Linked DNA regions of Capra hircus: region 1 is linked to region 2. A link is a contact called in public Hi-C data. All regions are on one chromosome and are shown on one strand. The core of a region is the stretch at or near the end of the contact, and the rest is flanking DNA. Distances in the headings are between cores, read along the strand shown.

Region 1 (2,700 bases), core at 92-2,591, 110 kb before region 2:
ATGGGAACTCCAATTAACAGGTAGAGAAACTGGACCTCAGAGAGGTTAAGTGATTTGTCCAGTGTCACACAGCCCACACAGAGGGACCCAAGTCAGTGGGCAGCCAAAGCCCTGTGCTCTTAGGCAAGATGCTAGTCTGTGGCTAACAGGCACTGTGAGACAGAACTCATGTTTTCGGGATTTTGCTAAAGTGAAAATTTCCTCTCCCTAAAATTGAGCTTTGCTTCCTCCTGGCCACCTTATATGTAGCAAGGTAGACCATAACCTAAGTCTTATTCAGGGTGAAAGTATATCAACAGCTAAACATTGCATGTCATGGTTAGCTAAACTAAGCCTTTAAATAGCTAAACATCCCTGGGTCAGGAAGATTCCCTGGAGAAGGAAATGGCAACCCACTCCAGTATTCTTGCCTGGAAAATCCCATGGACAGGGAAGCCTGGCAGGCTATAGTTCATGGTGCCGCAGAGTCAGACACGACTGAGCACAAATATTGCTAAGTTTTGAGGGGCTGGCAGGGGTCCACTATTAGAGGATCTAGAAAGTCAAAAGACCATTCTTGGGTTTTCCCTGATGTCCAGTAGTTAAGACTCCATGCTCCCAATGCGGGGGCCCAGAATCCATCCCTGGTCAGGAACTAGATAACAGCTGGAGATTCCATGTGCGGCAACTAAGACCAAGCGGAACTAAATTAGGGGAAAAGGCTGTCCTTTATCTCCAGGGCAAAGAGGAGACGTCCAGGGGCCGAGGTCCAAGTGTTTTAGGGGCGCCCTCTGGCTGAAGAAAGGGATAGTGTATGTGTATGTTTGTCGCTCAATCGTGGCTCTTTGCCACCTCTGTCCATGGAATTCTCCAGGAAAGAGCACTGGAGTGGGTTGCCATTTCCTTCTCCAAGGAATCTTCCCAAGAAAGGGATATGTCATAAACACAAGAAGGCTGCTGCCAGGCTCCAAGTGAGCGTGGAGAGAGGGTGGAGCGGTGTGTAGAGCAAAGGGCATGCGTGGAGCATGGAACGTGAGTGGGCGAGCGTGGGGCGTGCGTGGAGCGTGGGGCGTGCGTGGCGTGTAGATGGAGCGTGGGGCGTGCGTGGAGCGTGGGTGGAGCGTGGAGGAGGTTGAAGCCCAGACTCCCGGGCTCTGAGTGGAGCCAGGCTCAACTGAAAGCTCTTGACGGTGAGCTGTTCCTGAGAGAGTTCCTCCGCGCGCCAAGCTGAAGTACTGTGAGCACGCTGCAGAAACAGCCCTGGTGCTCTCCCGACTCTGCGCATGGGGTCCTGAGGCTCCTGTCGGGGCTGGGATGGTGCCTGGGTCCGTGGGCCACCGCCGGGCCAGGCAGAAGCCAGCGCTTGCGCCTCCGGACTCCTGCTCCAGGCTGCGACTGGGAACCACTGGTGAGTCAGGCCCTCAGTGACCCCGGCCTGGGGTTGGGGCCGAGTCTGGCGCTTGCCTCCTCTCTGTGTGAAATCATGGCCACTCCCATTTACAGGACACTGAATCTTGGTGGGCTGAAGTTTGTCCACCTGCTTTTGTGGCAGAGCTGGGAGAACTGGGCTACATTCCTGGTTCAGCCAGTTACCCTCTGTGTGACCTTGGGCATGTTCTCTGCTCTCTCTGGACCTGCTCACTGTTTGTCTGAAAGATGTTTATTCTTGGATCTTGAATTGTTCTTCCTGAAGGGTGAAGTAAAGGGGTAGGGAGGAGGTGGGAGCCCAGTGAACGCAATGGGGGAGGCAGTGAGATCAGAAGATTGCTCTTGCAGTCTGAAGCCACCTAGGACCACTGGCAAAGGAAGGGCACCGAGGCACCGAAGGTGCTGAGCCACCGTCTTTAGTTCTCCAGTCCTGCCCATATCTTCGGAGATGCTGGCTGGAGGAAGAAGGGGGCTGCGGACAGAGTTCTGACTGATAGTCCCCGTCACAGAAAATTCTGAACACATTTGTCATGGGTCCCCTTCCCTAAGTCTGGCCTCAGAAGTGCACTTCTTCTCCACTGCTGAAGCCACCAGGGTGAGGCTGTGAAGTCATTGGAGAGAATCTGGGGAAGAGGATTCAGGCGCTGTCTTTTCTTTGCTCACCAATGGCTGGTCCCAGCCTCCCAGCTAGGGTAGGGGGACACGGCAGGGCAGGCTCACTATACGTGGGCGCTTCTGAGTCCTATCCCCTTCTTTTTTTTGGGCAACTTCTCAGCCCACTTGGAGATACCTATCCTCTTGTCACCAGGAGACTGTGATGGAGAGAGATTAGGGCACTGGGGGCAGGTCAGGAACATCCACACAGGGGCTGGGTCTTGCAGGATGAACCAGCAGAACGAGAGCAGGGGAGGGAGGAAGGGGCCTGGGCAGGAGTACAGAAGGGTGAGGTCGCAGAAGAGCTCAGGGAAGGAGGAGGTGCTCCTGGGGTGAGGCTGCGGGCTGCCACATGAACACCGGCATTATGAGGCTGGGGAAATGGCTGCTTGGCGTTCAGGATTCTTCTTACAACGGAAATGTATCTCTGCAAGATGTCAAGGCCCTGACATGTTTCACTTGGCTGTTTGAGGCATTACAAGTGGGGCAGGTTATAGTGGAAACTGAGGATTAGAATGTGAAGTCATCCACCCCTCCATTAATTCACTCAACCAACCGTTTATCCACCCTCCCATGTATTTATGTATCTAGGCATCTACTCAGGATCCACTTGATCATCCATGCATCCATCCATATATT
Region 2 (2,700 bases), core at 119-2,618:
GGGATCTTCCCAAACCATGGACTGAACCCAGGTCTTCCACATTGCAGGCAGATTCTTTGCCCTCTGAGCCACCAGGGAAGCCCAGGAATACTGGAGTGGGTAGCCTATCACTTCTCCAGAGGATCTTTCTGACCCAGGAATCCAACCGGTGTCTCCTGCCTGTTTGGGAAGAAGCCATTCCCCAGGGGGAAGGGTTGAACTGTTGGGAGGGGGATTCAAGGACTGGCTGGGGTGAAGCCAGGCGGCCGAAGCCTCACGAGCTGCACGGGGAACTCAGGCAGGGCCTCTGGGAAACTGAATGCCAGGCAAATCGCCCATCTAGTCTGAAGGTCTGTGGCCTGGCTGGTGAGCCACGAGCCGTGGCCGCTATGTGTACAGTCGCTAGAGCTGGACCAAGTGAGGCCTTTCCTTGGCTAGGAAGGGACCACTGGAGCAGGCACTGAATTCCCGACAGTGAGAACAATGGGTATCCGCACAGCACTTTCCCAGCTGTTTCTCACTTTTCTTCCACCATATCCGGGCAGGCCCTTAGGAAGCTGTGTTCACACTTGGGGCTGAAGGGTACCCAGGGGCAGCAGCCCCCCTCAACGTGAGGGTTCAGAGTGATGCCTGTGGTCATGTCCCAGGCATACCTGCTGCTTACTGCCCCGCTGATCCTGGGCAAGCCTTCGGTGCCTCAGTCTCCCCTTCTGTAAAATGGGAGCGACCACATGCCTTCCTTGTGGGGTTGCTGGAAGGAGTCATTAAGAAGATTCGAGTAAAGCTGCCTCTGGCATACAATAGGTGTTCAATAAGTGTTAGTGTGACAGTGATGCTGCAGAGAGGTTGATGGTGAGCTGCACATGCGCATGGGTGAGGGTGTGCACATGGGTGAGGGTGTGCACATGGGTGAGGGTGTGCGCATGTGCACGGCGTTGGTTTGGCAGCTGTGTGGCTACATGTGTGCGTGCCAGAGCTCCTGTGGACAGTGTTAGGCATCCACATCAACGTGATGTGTGTGTTTATGTGCACAAGTGGGCCAAGGGGCACAGCTGGGCCAAAGGAGGGCCATTCCTGGGGCCAGCCCCTTCCTCCTCTATTAACTGGAAATTAGCTGCTTCTATGACCCTGTTGACCAAGCCTTCTGCACCCTCATCTCCTGCAGAGGCCCAGAGAGCTCAAGGCTTTGCTCCAGGGTGGCCCAGTGAGCTGGGAGTGGCAGGATGGGACCAAGGGCCCTTTCTCCTTAATTGGAGGGCAGGCCTGAGTCTGGCAGAGAGCTCGCCCACGCGGAAGCCAGGACTTCCTGCCTCTGGGCCCCACATTCCTTGCGCCCTCCATCAACTGTCCGGGAGAACAATGGGTCAGAGGATTTGCCTTCTGCGGGGCAGGAAGGTGGGTCCGGGGCTGCATCTTGATGGGGTAAACAGACCCGGCTCAGGCCACAGCCTCAGGCAGTGTGGCGGCAGGACCAGAACCCAGCCAGCCTGGGATGTCTGCCTCCTGCCTGCGCTGGCCCGGCCCATTTCCAGTCCCCTCAGCCATCTCTAGACCCCACCGCTTGTGGCTTGAGGTGGCCGTTGTGGCCCCAGTCCAGCCAGGGGATGAGGAGTCTGGGCTGGCCCTGGGGAAGGAGCCATCCAGGAAGAGCTCAAGGCAGATTGGGTGAAACTGAGGCAGCTAGTGGATGTCTTGGGGGTCCCACAGCCTCACCCATCTGCCATGCCCCTGAACCAGGAGAGAACCAAGAGAAGCTCTACCAGCCCAAAGCAACCCTCCCCGGCTCCTGGGCTCAAGCTGGCCCCCACAGGGGTATCTCTGAGCCTGGTAGTGCTCAGTTTACATAAAATTCTAACGAGGATGCTGGCGGGAAAGGCAGGGCGGTGCTGCGGCGATCCTGCCAGTGGAGAGGAGCAAACTGGGAATCTGTTGGTCTGTGTGGATGACTTCAAGGCTCAGGCTGTTTCTGTAGCCCCCTGTGTCTGAGTATCTGGCCATCGTCAGGGGTTCCCCTGCCCTGGGCTGAGGAACCCCCTCTGAGAACAGCTCCTCCCAGTCTATTTGTACTTCTGGAAAAGTTTCCTTCCGCTTGTGAGTCCTGGCTGGGGTCACTCACAGGAAACATATGGCTGGAGAGAAGGAAGACTGGAGTCAGGGTGGTGAGGTTTGGGGAGGGGTCCAGACTCCTGGTGACAAGGGAGGCTGGGTGGGGGTTGTCTGCTGCCCCTGCCACCGCGTAGGCCAGTGCTGCCGGGCTCGGCTCTGGGCCGGTCGCGCTGGCCCTCCCTCACTGTGACGGGGGAGGGTCACACACAGTCTTGCCACATCACACCTCCGTTCCCACGAGTCTGCTGTTTGGTGCTAGTTCCTGCTGATGACCACCATCTTTTGCTCTTTGGGACAAGGTCCAAGCTCCTCAGCCTGGTATTTAAGGCCCTGCTGCCCCCTCCTGCCCTGCTCCTCACCCTGCAGCTCTGGCCCTCTGCAAGCACAGTGCTCTGTCAGGCCACAAGACCTTGGCACTTGCCAGACCTGTGGAATTCCACCTCCCAAAGCACCTCTAGATCTTCCAGCTCCCTGAAACTCAATCCGAACTTCATCTTCTCCATGACAAACAACAATAAAGAATAGAGTTTCCTTTTCTTTGAAAAATCAAAACAGCTTTATTGAGCTTTGTTTATTTTTTAAAAGTTTTATTGAGGAGCAATTAATGCACAGTAA

The links. A called contact is a pair of places that touch in the nucleus more often than the background predicts.
Region 1: a Hi-C map of liver shows a contact between it and region 2, with 3 times the contacts expected there. The contact joins two enhancer-like sites. A contact is called at or near these places in 2 of 5 Hi-C or Micro-C datasets (blood and liver).

The regions. Positions count from the first base shown.
Region 1 is chr18:35,494,707-35,497,406 of ARS1.2, reverse strand. The region is part of intron 2 of BEAN1 (protein BEAN1); the gene reads right to left. Among named protein-coding and RNA genes, the nearest start is that of BEAN1, 26 kb to the right of the region's middle. Within about 2 kb of position 1,341, at least 1 of the 5 cell types and tissues checked has an H3K27ac peak or open chromatin away from gene starts, as enhancers often do.
Region 2 is chr18:35,387,084-35,389,783 of ARS1.2, reverse strand. No RefSeq gene overlaps it. Among named protein-coding and RNA genes, the nearest start is that of CDH5, 6.8 kb to the left of the region's middle. Within about 2 kb of position 1,368, at least 2 of the 5 cell types and tissues checked have an H3K27ac peak or open chromatin away from gene starts, as enhancers often do.